2 separate regions of the Macaca mulatta genome follow, and region 2 is linked to region 1. Evidence: chromatin contacts called from public Hi-C data. All regions are on one chromosome and are shown on one strand. Each heading gives the region's core, a stretch centred on a gene start, on an enhancer-like site or on the middle of the called end of the contact. The rest is flanking DNA. Distances are from core to core; before and after follow the strand shown. Region 1 holds the start of EFCAB2 (EF-hand calcium binding domain 2). Region 2 holds the start of HNRNPU (heterogeneous nuclear ribonucleoprotein U).

Region 1 (7,026 bases), core at 2,593-5,092:
TCCATATTAGGAAAGTAAGCATGGCATGAAGGATTTTTAAACTATCATTTTGCATTATTCACACCACTTACCCTTCCCACTTCACTCACATCTTAGGTAACTGAGTCAACTGCATTCAAAAGAAACATTTTCTCTGTTCCTCATGGGCACATCACTGATGGCTGTCCGAACAGATTTAACTCACTATCAATTTAAGCATGCAAAAGGACATAACCTGTAAGTATCCATCTGACTCCATGGAGTAATGCATCAAATAAGTGTGATTGTCTAAAACTATGTGCTTGCTTTTCTGATTTAGCCCTAAGTTTATATATCCATGAGTGGGATCAAAAATGATTTTCTGATTCTAAATTTCTGAAAATCATTATGAGATGTTTAACTGAAAAAATGCTTTGGCGGCATACAATATTAAAAGTTACTCAAGCTACAGCTCAGAAGCTATATACACACACACACATATATATACATATATATATATATTTTATTTATTTTTTATTTATTTATTTTTTTAAGTCCCTGTTCTGTCGCCCAGGCTGGAGTGCAATGCCGCGATCTCGGCTCACTGCAACCTCTGCCTCCCGGGTTCAAGCCATTCTCCTGCCTCAGCCTCCCGAGTAGCTGGGACTACAGGCGCCCGACACCACGTCCACCTAATTTTTGTATTTTTTTTTTTTGAGACGGAGTCTCGCTCTGTCGCCCAGGCTGGAGTGCAGTGGCGCGATCTCGGCTCACTGCAAGCTCCGCCTCCCGGGTTCCCGCCATTCTCCTGCCTCAGCCTCCCGAGTAGCTGGGACTACAGGCGCCCGCCACCTCGCCCGGCTAATTTTTTTTGTATTTTAGTAGAGACGGGGTTTCACCATATTGGCCAGGATGGTCTCGATCTCCTGACCTCGTGATCCGCCCACCTCGGCCTCCCAAAGTGCTAGGTATACAGGCGTGAGTCACAGTGCCCATCCGCAAAATATATTCTAAGGAATAAAAATGATTGTAGTTAGTTTTCCACAGTCCAAAGCAAGCTAGTAATATTTAAAGAGTTAAAAGTGTAATATAATCATCTGTCAGTTTTCTACAATCAAACAGAGTTGAAAGGAGGCAAATATTAGCATAATGCAGATAATGTACTCACTGGCATTGTGGGCCTTTTTTATTTGGATAATCATTTTCACCTTGTGGAAACTTTTCTAGAATTATATACTTTTATGTCTAATCAGCAAATTAGGCAGTTGAAAAGTATGTATGAAGCAACTAATATGTGTCCTGATTAGGCTAGGTAGTGTGGGTATATAAAGAGTTTATAAAGGTGTAGGCTCCTATTCAAACCTTGGCAGGGTCAGGGGATGGGGGAGTTAATTAACATATATTAAATATTTTTTTACTCACCCACACCTAGAGAAACAGTACTGTTTTAAATGTGCTGTAGGAGTTCAGAGAAATAATGATTAATGTGTTTTGGAATAATTACATAATAAAAAGCTTTGCTGAATACAGTTAGTTTTAAAAATATAAAAATACAGGGGGGTTTACAGAGAAATCTGTTCAACTCAAAATAATTTTTAATTTATATATGTTTATATAAGAATTCTATTTTATTGACATGAAATACTGGTACTTTTTTTTTTGAGATGGAGTCTTGCTCTGTCATGTGGGCTGGAGTGCAGCGGTGAATCTCGGCTCACTGCAACCTCTGCCTCCCGGGTTCAAGCGATTCTTCTGCCTCAGCCTCCCCAGTAGCTGGGATTACAGGTGTGAGCCACCACACCTGGCTAATTTTTCTATTTTTAATAGAGGTGGGGTCTTACCATGTGGGCCAGGCTGGTCTTGAACTCATGACCTGAAGTGATCCACCCGCTTGGGCCTCCCCAAGTGCTGAGATTATGCCTGAGCCACCACACCTGGCCCAGTACTTTTACTGATGAGAAAACGTAATGTAAAAGGAAGGTCTGTCTTACACACAGTACGTGCTGAATCTGGGTCTTTTTTGAAAAAAAGTCATTGAGAAGACTTATTCCTATCTTAATTTTTAAGACATATATTACCAAACAGAAAAACTGTACTAGATACTGGGGATATATGAATGAATAATGCTGTTTCTGTCTTCAAGACCTTACTGTTTGGCAGGTGGAAACAAGTGAACGAACGAAAGCATTGCAAATCAGGCTGGGCGCGGTGGCTCAAGCCTGTAATCCCAGCACTTTGGGAGGCCGAGACGGGCGGATCACGAGGTCAGGAGATCGAGACCATCCTGGCTAACATGGTGAAACCCCGTCTCTACTAAAAAATACAAAAAGCTAGCCGGGCGAGGTGGCGGGCGCCTGTAGTCCCAGCTACTCGGGAGGCTGAGGCAGGAGAATGGCGGGAACCCGGGAGGCGGAGCTTGCAGTGAGCTGAGATCCGGCCACTGAACTCCAGCCTGGGTGACAGAGCGAGACTCCGTCTCAAAAAAAAAAAAAAAAAAAAAAAAAAGAAAGCATTGCAAATCAATGTGGGAGGCTCTATGAGTATGGGGCCATAGAGGAAAAGGCTGAGAGGGAGAGCTTCAATTAGTAGGTGACTTCGAGAAGGTCATCCTGGCCAGGCACGGTGGCTCACACCTGCAATCCCAGAACTTTGGGAGGCCGAGGCAGGCGGCAGATCGCTTGAGCTCAGGAGTTTGAGAGCAGCCTGGGCAACAGGGGGAAACACTGTCTCTACAAAAAATACAAAAACTAGCAGACATGGTGGCGCAAGCCTCTCCTCCCAGCTACTTGGGAGGTTGAGGTGGGAGGGTCACTTGAGACCGGGAGGCGGAAGCTGCTGTGAGCAGAGATCGCACCACTGCACTCCATCCCGGAGGACAGAGCGAGACCCTGTCTCGAAAAACAAAAGACAAAAACAAAAACAAAGACAGTCATCCTGCATGACAACCAGGAGGGGACAAATGTGTGTTTGTGGGAAGCTGAAATGATGGCGGGGGAGAGAGCAGAGAAAGACGCTCCAGAAAAAGGAAACTGTAAACAGCAGACGAAAAAGCATAGTGAATGAATAGCAAGCCTGAGACCAAACTTAGGGTTTCCTACACTTATTTCAAAGCCCTTCATTATCTATATGGAGAGGGGGAGGCTTTAAACACAAATATTTAGATCATATTGACTGAGATGTAGATATAAATGAATGCTAATAATTACTTTTCGTTATTTTGGGGTGTTAAAAATTTACTGTACAAGATTGTATTCGTTTTAAGTATCTTCTAACATGAGCCATTTTGTAATGATTCAGTTGTTTATATTCAATTTCAGGCAGAATGCTGATCACAGCACCAAATGGGTATCTTCTACAGAAAAAGTTATTTTAATAAAAATATAGTCAGGATTTCCTGAGAGATTATAGAAACAGAATAAAAGCATTAAAACTGTTAAGTCATTAAATACGAGTACTTTGTATTTTGAAGGCTCTTAAAATTTAATTTAGTTTATAAATTGCTTTTACATAACATATGCACTGAAATACCATTTAAAATTAGTTTTGAAAATGTGTTCGTTTGAACCACATCGTTAGGTATTTTATTCAAAGCTCTTTATAAAAAGAGCTTTACTATATTCCAGTATAAGTAAACTTGTCCTGAAAATAAGAAAAATTTAACCTCATGCTATGGCTGCAAAGTTTCCGGAAAGCAGGATTTAAAACTTCCATTGTAACTTTAACCAGCGGTCATGTCAAATTTCACAACTAAGAACATTTTAACGCATGTTAACACTGAGCACAACATGGGCACGTTTTTGTTGCTATGAGAACCTTCTATTTTGTATGAGACATTGCAGCCTTGACGACGCAATGTTTGTGCCTATTTTGCGCATGTTTTTCTACAGCTATTCCTCTCCTCTAGTAATAATAGTCGAATGGCTCTGGTTTCCTCTTGCGCCCGGCCCAGTTTTTCCGTTTCAGCTTAGTTGTCATAGGCTGTGCTGCCGCTTTCTCTGGGAAAGGACGGTGAGGACTGGACGGGAGAAACCGGGAGGGCAGGCGCGGCCGTTCTGCAGCAGCCGGGCCGATGGGAAGCGGGAGGAGGAGGTCGGGCCGCGGGCTGGTTCTGTCACCCCCTCGGGAGCCCAGCTCTTCACCTAGCTCTCCGGCGCTTTTCAAAATCTGCAGTTCACAACAAAAATCGAGCAACGCCACGTCGCACAAACAGGACAGGAGGGGCGAGGGTGTGTGCGCGCGCGTGCTGTCCCCAAATGGATGAGAAATAAGGGAAGGGGGGCTGGGGAGCGTGTGATGAAGTAACACTGCTAGGCCCGCGACTAGTCGGGCCCCGGCCTCGGGTCTGCAGGGACAAGGTTGGGGGCCGGGTGGCAGACGCGGCTTCTGGTCTTCCCCCAGCGCGAGGGTCGTGGCGGGAAGCGGGGACGCGGCGCGCGCTCGGAGCCTTCTCCCCGCCCCGCCCCGCCCAAGGGTCTTCCTCCCCCAGAATTCGGAGCGGCCCCTCCTCCAAGCCAGGCTCGCCGCGGGGCGCTGAGCAGGCCGGGACACCGCGGCCGAGGTTATCGTTAGGCATCTCCCAGGCGACCGGCTCCGCAGCAAGATGGCGGACGAGAAAGACAGGGAAGGTAAGGTAGGGGCGACGGGGAGCCGCTGGCCTCGCCGCCCGCCGCGACACCGGGTCGCACGGGGAAGCGCCGGGTGGGGTGGGCCCTCGTCCATCTGGAGTCCCCAGCCGCAGGGAGAGGGTGGCCCGAGGAGGGGGCCATCCCGCAGCAGCAGCAGCCGCCGCCGCCCTGCCCCCGTCCCCGCAGCCAGCCCGGCCTGCCGCTCCGCCCCGCCCCGCCTGTCTCCCCTCCTCCCGCCTTCTTCTCCCTCCTCCCGCCTTCTTCTCCCTCCTCCCGCCGTCTCCTCCCTCCTCCCGCCCTGTTCTCTCTCCCCTCCTCTCGCCCTCCTCCCCCTCTTCCTCTCCTCCCGCCGCGTCCTCCTTCCCCCTCCCTCGGAGGCCGGGCCTCGGCTCCTGCGCGGGCTGCGCCGGAGGCGCCGGCAGGGGGTGCTGATAATGGCGTCGTTGTTCACTGTCGCGGGGAAGTCGTCGCCGCCTCCACACCCTCGCCGGGGGTCTCGGTGCCGCAGGTGCCACGCCCGTAGCGGTCCAGGCTGTGGGCCCCGGGGGGTGGCCTGGGTGAGGAGGAGTTCTGGCCGCCAGAATCTGGCGGGATCCTCTGTGTTGGCGCCGAAACCCCGCCCTGGCGCAGCCTGATGGCGTTCGCGGCCACCATTTTGCCTCCTTAATGAGGACGCAGGAGGACGGTCTGGAGGTCACCGCCGCTGCCTCCGAGCTTCCCGGTGCTCCGAAATGCCTGCCCCGCGGCCGGCTTGCGTCGCGCAACTGGCCTGTTGTCTTGTCTTAAAAAAAAAAAAAAGAAAAAAAAGACACACACCTAAACAGCAGTTTTAATAAAGATGAAAACCAAAATCTGGCGGAGACCTTGGAACCGCTCGCGGTCCCCGGGGGACCACCCAGCCCCGCGCGGTGGCCGCCTGCAGAGGCGGGACTGCGCTTCGAGGCTTAAGGTCGCCAGATCAGAGGCATCGGTGTGTTGCCTGTGCGGAGACGCCAAAAAGTGATTACGTTTATTTGCAAGACCTTTCATGTTGTTTTCAATTCATGGTGTGATTAATGGTAGGATTAAAACCCGATCCTTGGTTACCATGCCCTTAGGTACTCAAAAATAATTGTGTTACCCAAAAATATCCAAAAAGCCATAAAACAGTAAAGGTAAACAAGTAGGAAGTGAAAATATTCCTCCTTTGTTTTCTTTCTGGAGTGCTCAAAACACCCCCTCAAACCATTTTTCTCTGCACAGAACCAAGTGTGGTCAGGTTAACAGCTAATATTTACAAGGGAAGAAACGAATCCTGAGATATTTAGTCACTTGTTCCGGTGATCACAGAAAATCGGCGAAGACACACATGAAACTGTGCCAACGGTCTACCTATTGATAACAAGGATACTGTGATTTTTATATAATATTAATCCGAGAAGCCAGGATTATTTTATAGGTATTACTTTACAAAGGTGCCCTTGCATACAAAGAAAAGGGTGGTTTTAAAACTTTCCCTGAAAAATTGATGGCTTATTTTTATTTACCAAAAAAAAAAAAGAAAAAAAAAAAAAGGAAAACCATTAGGAGATAAACTAGCAGGTAATTATGGATATTTATTTTCTTAAAAAAGGTTAGGTCAGCATGAGAAAAAACGCACTGGAGTATGGTACAAATACAGTATTTATCGGTTTTTAAAATTGAGAGTTTTCCTGATTTTTCAGCTTTTGAACTATTTTTCTATTTAAAATAAATTCAGAGAAACAATTCTCATAGAAGAAATAATCACTGTTAAAAGGTGGATGCCATTCATTCAGAATACATATATCTAATGCCATTATGTAGATAAGGCATTCATTCTACTTAGAACTTTGAAAGATACAAAGATGAAAAAGTCATTGTCTTTGCTTCCAAGAAAGGTGAGATCAGTAAGGGAGATGAGATATATACAAATGGGAGGGAATAGTTAACTGGGCTGAGTAGTCTCGGTGCCAACCACTGTGCTAGGTGTGTATCCTTGTAGTCCGTGGACAGCAGCCTGGACATCACTGGCTGTCCCCGACCTAGTGAATCAGTCTTCATTTTAACATGTCTGTGGGTGATTTGTATGTACATTAAAGTTTGAGAAGGCCGGGCGTGGTGGCACGCCCTGTAGTCCCAGCTACTCGGGAGGCTGAGACAGGAGAATCGCTTGAACTGAGGAGGCGGAGGCTGCAGTGAGCCAAGATCGCGCCACTGCACTCCAGCCTGGCGACAGAGTAAAACTCCGTCTCAAAAAAAAAAAAAAAAAAAAACAAAGTTCCAGAAGCACTCATATGCTATATCTCATTTATTGTTAACAGTTTTATGGATTAACTAGTTGCAGTTTGAAGGGTATTATGAAATAAAGGCATTTTTTCAGGGGATAAACTAAGTAGAGACTCACTTTGGTGATCTTTTAATGGAAATAGTCCATTACTATTTT
Region 2 (7,026 bases), core at 3,345-5,844, 110 kb before region 1:
CCAGCCTGGGCAACATGGTGAGACCCTGTCACTATTTTAAAAAGAAAAAAAGAAAAGAAAAAAAAAGGCTGGGCGCGGTGGCTCAAGCCTGTAATCCCAGCACTTTGGGAGGCCGAGGTGGGTGGATCACCTGAGGTCAGGAGCCCCGTTCTCTATTAAAAATACAAAAATTAGCCAGGTGTGGTGGCACGTGCCTATAGTCCCAGCTACTTGTGAGGCTGAGGCAAGAAGAATCACTTGAACCCAGGACGAGGAGGTTGCAGTTGAGCCTGGGTCACACCACACCAATCCAGCCTAGGGGACAGAGTGAGACTCTGTCTCCAAAATCAAACAAAAACATCATAAAATTGCATTTACCTTCATCTCAAAACACACTTTGCCTTTTGACACACCATAAGATGCTCTTCCTCCAGCCCAAAGAAAAGCAAAACTTTCCATTGTAAGGGAAGAAGCACTGAGACGATCTCTTGATATTTTAAAATGTAGATCACAATTATCTGTAATTATATCAAATACTGTGTTACTTTTGACATCCAATGTAAACATATATGCTATGTAGAGAAAACTTGGTTATTTAATTTTTGCATGTACTTAACGCTGCACAACTTTTCTCCACATCATGCTGTTGTTCCAATTTTCAGTTTAAAGCCCCACTCCCACCAAGTCACTCCTTTTAAATTATGTACTGAAAAGTAAACTGCCTCTGAAACTAATACCAAGGTTTAACATGTATATTTTAAGTATTTAAAATAATCAAGACAATGTGACATTAATACATACCTGCTCTGCTCTTTACCTTGATTTAGAGGCAAGCAGTAGAGGATAGCAGGAAATCAAAGTGAAGCATGCCAGAACCAGGTAGATTTACCAGTGCCACATTAAAACTGAAGGGAGGCCACGACCAAATTATTTTGAAACAGGAGTATGAGCTGCTGTTGATCCTGCACCAGGGCTCTAGCTCCTAAATTCTTCTTCTAAAACTTGTGAAGAAGACAGCCTAAATCTATGAAGTACAAACCTGGCCGTCTAATGCTGTTAATAGTGCAGCATTTTAGGTCCTCTTTACCCAGGACTGCCTGTTCAACAATTAGGGATTAACTGCTTCCCGGATTATCCAAATCCAAAGTGTCTTTAACCTAGCTACCTATGGGTCACTGGCTCATTAACATGCACCTTCTCAGACTTCTCACTTCAACAGCTAAAGTCAAGCTGGAATTCAATTTTTTTTTTACTGATCAGAGAAAAATAAATCTACAGTTTGGAATTTTTCTTAAATTAGAATTACTGTAATCAGCAGAATTTAATTCAACAGATTGTTTGAATTCAACATTGTGTTTATATTGACATATGCCTATCTGATTTGCTAAAAAATCTAACAATTACATTACCTGCATGAGTCACCACTTCACTACCTTGCCAATTCCTAGCAACTTTTTATTTACACAACCCAGAATTTCACATAAAACTTTCAAATCAACTAACTCCTTTTTCACCTGCAGTTTTTTACTTTAAAAAGGCTCAGATGACTATCTCAACCTTCTGTAAAGGACATTCCAGTAAGAAAGAGTTTTACATTTACACTCTTACAAATCTGAATAAAACCAAATTGTACAAGAAAACATGAGAAGCTAAGCTTCAATGCCCTCCATCTAACAGAGCAGGCTGACACCACAGCTGATACTTTCAAACAGGTATTTCTATTCTTTGGTCTATTTATCACACCCAGAGTTGTGAATTCTGGTCACTAAACCAACTACTTTTTTTTATAACAACAACAAAAAAAATGCAAGTCTGACAGTCAAAGCCCACTTAGAGGTTTGCAATACTTTCTCATACTCAATTGCAACCCAACTGGGTGAAGTAGCAGTATTTACAGTGCTGCACTGCCATTGATACCATTCGCTGCTGAAGAAAGCTAGTGGCCCAGTGATAGCCCACTGCTGCTGCCTCAGGTCTTTGGAAGAAATCAACTTATGTTTAAAGCAGCAGCTACTGAACTGGAATTGAGAACAAAAGAGCAGTTATTGAAAAAATAATATTACAATCTTTTAGAATAGGGAATATACTTGTGTGCTAATGGGAGAAGTCATTAGTAAATATTTAACTAGCCCAAATAGCTCACTTAATATAATTCCACAAAAAAATGAATTACTTTATTGTAGAAGCCTGTAAGGCTAAATTATAGGTAGTGTTACAAGTTTCCGTTAGCTAGTCAGAAACTGGCATTAATTTTACATTTCCTAAGAACGAGAACTTTCAAGTCATAAAAATATGAAACTCCTAGAGCCTGTAAAATAATCCATTTGATACAACTGATGCCGTGCTAAATATTAAACTACTAGGTTCTGAATATAAACCATTATCTCTTCCTGCTTTTAAAAAAACCTAACCCAACTTTTGCTGCACTTAAGCATTAAGTTTTCTAACATTTTGGAAGCAAAAAAAAAAAAAAAACCATCACCGCATTTCATAATTGGGGAGAAACAGCTTCACTTACAAGTATCAAGACAAACCACTGTGTCATCGAAGTGTTCATCTTCTTCTTCAACCGGTGGCTGAGGAGATTTGGCTCTGAAAGACAGAATTGTCTCCTGATACAGCTTTCCGATCAACGAACGAATAAGGGATGACAAGTAAAACTAGGTGAGCATCCTATACCTGCTATACTTGTTCTCTTCAATGTACTCAAAATATCCACGGCCATGATCTTCTCGTGGTCTTTTAACACCCCTCTTTTTATCTCCGCCTTTCTGTTCTGTTTTGCCGTCCCCTAAAACACACAAGACCCCCATAAGAGGCCAAGCCGCTAAACAACAACAAAAAAACGCTTTTCCGTTCCGAGAAGCAAAGCAGCTCGACTTTATCCTGCTTTTTAACCGAGGTTTTAACCGAGGACTCAAATGTGAATTCGAAGAACAATCAGCTACGAATTGGATTAGCGCTAGTGACGCAGTCTAAAGACGTTACGAATTTTGCCAGTCTCCTCGATGATTCGAGAAACCCAAAGAAAAACTGCGCGGCCCAGGCCCGAAGCCCACGTGTATCGCGACCAGGGCGCAGGAGGGGGAGGGGCCGAGCCCGGCGCGGCGGCGCTCCCCTCCCCCGCGGGCCCGCGCTCCCCGCGGCCGCATTGTACTGATCTTCCGCCCCCCGCCCCGCCCCGCCCGGCTCCTCCCGCAGGAAGTGACGTCACGCCGAGCCCCTGCGCTCCTTGCACAATACAGCGGCGAGGAGCCGCCAAAGCGCGCCCGCCCCGGGACCTGGGGCCTCTCCCCTCCCCCCGAGACATGTGCCCGCACCGCGCGCACGCAGCGCGACGGCGCCACCGCGGGCCGACCGGGCTCCCTCCCGCCGCCCGCCCGCGGCTCCTCCCCCTCCAGCGGCAGCTGCAGCTCCCCCCGGCTCTCGAGCCACATAATGGAGGCGCTGCCACCGCCGTCACACACACACACACACACACACACGAACACACGCACACACGCCCCGAGCCCGAGGCCTCTCGGCTAATCTGGGATTCCCCGCGCCCCCTCCCCCACCCGCCACCCTCCCCGCGGCCCCCCGCCCGCCCGGGGCTCCCTCCCCCTGCGGGGCTCCGGCAGGCCTGGGGCACGGTCCCCACCCCGCGCGGGCCTCCCGCCGCGCGCAACGTACAACGCAGCACTCACCCGCCGCCGGAGCCCCGGGGCGACCGCCGCCTCCGCCGCCTTCCGCCTTCTTCTTACCTCCCGCCTGCTGCTGGCCCTGCCTCGCCCCGGGCGGCGCCACCGTCACCGCGAACAGCGAGGTGGGGCCGCTGCTCTTCCCCGCGGCCTCCTTGGCGGCCCCGCGCTGCTGTTGGGTCTGTTGCTGCTGCGTCGCCGGCGGTTGAGGCTGCTGCTCCCCGTGCCCGTTCTCGTCGCCCGCGCCTTCCTCTTCGTCCCCGAGCTCATCTTCCCCTTCCTGGAAACCCTGATCGTCGCCGTTCTCGTCTTCCGAGGCGGCCTCCTCCTCCTCCATCGGGCCCGAGTCGGCCGCCCCCGCGGCCCCGTTCTCCTCTCCTAGCTCCATCTGGTCGCCGTCCAGGGCGGAGATTCCTTCCTCCTCCTCTTCCTCTTCCTCCTCCTCTTCATCGCCGCCGACCGCGGCCTCCTGCTCGAGGCCTGCTCCCGAGCGCCCGGCGGAATCCCCGCCCAGGTCTAGGCTGCCGTTCCCGGGCTCCATGGCGGGGCGGCCCCCGGCCTCCTCGTCGTCCAGCGCGGCCTGGAGTCGCTCCATGAGCTCGGCCTTGAGACCCTTGTCAGAAAGGCGTCGCTTCTTGAGCTCCTCTTTCAGCTCCGACACCTTCAGCTTTTTTACATTAACAGGCGAGGAACTCATGGTGAGGGCCCCGATTCACCGCTAGGCGCTGCCTCAAACTCGGCTCCGCTCACTCGGCCACTGGTGGCGGCTGCTGCGGCTGCTCCTCGGCCCGGGCGGCGGCTGCGGCTGCGGCTGGAGATGGGGTCGTGCTGCAGAGCGGATCCGCCTGGTGTCGAACGGCGCCAATTCCTTTCACCGAGTTCGCGAGGGAGACGCGGAGACTCGCCTGGCGCGAGCGAGCACGCAACGTCCTCTCGCAGGGGCGGCGCCGCGCACGTAATATAGGCGCCCCGCCCCCTGCGCTGACGGGAGCGCTGCGCAGGAGGAAAGCCGGAGCGCGCCCGCGCTCGGCCCCGCCCATTACCGTACTTACCTCCCCGCCCCCACGCCGAACCCGGGCTGAGAGCGCGGCGCAGGCCGCGCAGTGCGCTTCCAATTGGGACTGAGCAAATGGAGGAAAAGGAAACCGCCTTTCAGTTAAACCGACTCACTGCACAATCTATTGGCCTTTCTGGGTCTTTGGTGGCTATACTCGTTTGGCTTTTCGCCTTCCCAGCCTGGAGGCTGCTTTGTCCAAATGCTTTCTTCAGTCCTCAACTTGGCATTTCAACCCGAATCCGCCTTTTCTTCCATCTTAGATCTGCCTTCTTGTATGTTTCTCCAGCTTTCCGTTTAAAACTCCTTCAAATCGTTTTGACTGGTATAACACACATTGGCAACTGTTACACGCAGGGGCTCTTTTCAGCATAATGCTGTATTTGATTTAATATGTGTAAGTCCTGCTTTGCGAATTGGATTTTAAGTTCGAGAAGGGCAAGGGCAGAGCCGTTCTTTTGTCTGTTCCACACCCCGGGTGCAGGGCCTGGGAAGTAGAGGCTTTGCTTACTACTCCATACTGCAAACCCTAGTTTACCAGCCTTTGCAGGGCTATTCTCATGCTCTTAATAACCCTAAATAAACCACAGAATTGCATTTCCAAGTTTTCTGTACCTACCACAAAGACGGACCTCCAGTAAGGCTTGTTCTGTCCACTTTAGGACCTGGTCATCGGCTATGAAGTCTCAGTAGTTAACCATGAGGGTGAGACCCAGCTAGGTCTTTGATTATAGGCCCACTTGATTCTCTTCCTATTCCTGTAGAAATACTCTTGACCAAATCATTCTGAAACTTAAAGTTCATGAAAAATCAAGGGCAGTGATTTTGTTAAAAAAAAAAAAAAAAAAAAAAGGACTATCGCTCTTGAAAAGAAATCCGTTATTTTGTATGTTAGAAGTTTACTTTTTCGCTTTAAATAAAAGATGTGATGTTCCCGAAGTTTTAGACAGGGAAGTCAGAATTTAGATTCGTGATAGAAGTTAACGTCTTAAACCCCAGATAATCTGCAGTGTCCAGCCAGTGTTCCATCTGACTAAGGAGATGGTTTATACCCACTGTTTGGTACTCTAGGTGGCACAATAATATTGCCCCATTATTAATTTGAAATTTGGAGGTATACATATTGAAATTTCTCCCATAGGCTAATGGGATTTAACTGATTGATGCATTTTACTTTTGAAGTTTATTTTCAATGGCTTTTATGAAGCATTCTGTCATACCTTGCAGCCATGTATACGTGAAATATTAACATTTGTGAAATGATTTGACTTGAAATTAATGGACTATGTACGGTACTACTGATAATCCCCAGTTCAAGTTAAGTGGTGAGGCGAGCCCCCAAAATAGAAACTTCCAAACAGTGCCAGAATCTCATTTTAGCCTTTGGTTATAATGTCTTTGAAGGTTATAAATATGCCACCAACTTGAATTTGAAACTTCTTTATTTTTGTTCAAAAATGGGAAGAGAGCTACAGGGGGCTTACACGTTCACAAACTAGGTAATTAATCCCTTAATGAATCAGAGTTAAATACAATTATGATGGTTCTTTAAATTTATGTGTCCTAGATATTATTTACACTTTTAAATATTAGTGATATGAAAACAAATTTCGTTTACTGGAAAACACTAAACTACGAAAACAAAGTTTGCATATCTACGTATACTAGATCTCTAACAGTCACTCTTGGAACATTAAGTCAGTTGCAATAAAACATGAAATACAACTTTTGATGCTCACGAGAAAGTTCCGTGGCTTTATCTCCAAAAGTTTTGGAGACCTTTAGAGCTGGATGGGGCCTGGAGATCGATCATCAGGCCTGTTCATTTTACTGCCCAGGAAGCTGGGACGCTCACTCCCACACCAATGGGCTTTCCATTACATTGTGCTGCCTTAGACATTTGAAAGAAAAACAGTTTCTGCTCAAAGACCCATCGTCGTACTATCCTCTTCACAAACAGGGGAAACACGCCATTCCATAGTCTATGTTACCACTTCAAAGTACAAATGGTGATATCTTATTGATCATTTTTGCTGCTTATATTTTTTAAAAATGTTGTCATGATAGTCCTGCTCTACAGAGACCGGTTAAAGTGCAGGTCTCTTCCTGTGAATCTCTGAAGGACCTACAGGACACTTTAAATTCCCCCTTTGTGAAATCCTAGAGGCTACCAAGAATACCGCGGGGGAGAGAAGACAAGTTAATTCTCAATAACAAAAAATGATTCGAGAATGACCTGGGAATAATTGATCTGTGAGAGGTAATTACAAAGTTATGGTGCTCTGCATATCTAACTTACGTTTTTGAGGTTTA

The links. Hi-C and Micro-C count contacts between places; a contact is called where the count stands out from the background.
Region 2: a Hi-C map of fetal cortex germinal zone shows a contact between it and region 1, with 5 times the contacts expected there. The contact joins the promoter of HNRNPU here to the promoter of EFCAB2 in region 1. A contact is called at or near these places in 7 of 14 Hi-C or Micro-C datasets (CD4 T cells, blood, cortical neurons and 3 more).

Annotation. Positions count from the first base shown.
Region 1 is chr1:4,137,144-4,144,169 of T2T-MMU8v2.0, reverse strand. EFCAB2 (EF-hand calcium binding domain 2) reads left to right here and starts at 3,842. Exons shown (of 6, transcript XM_077998155.1): 1 at 3,842-3,966.
Region 2 is chr1:4,245,202-4,252,227 of T2T-MMU8v2.0, reverse strand. HNRNPU (heterogeneous nuclear ribonucleoprotein U) reads right to left here and starts at 4,594. Exons shown (of 14, transcript XM_002802090.4): 1 at 3,723-4,594; 2 at 2,659-2,770; 3 at 2,498-2,571; 4 at 358-497. The coding sequence starts at 4,356.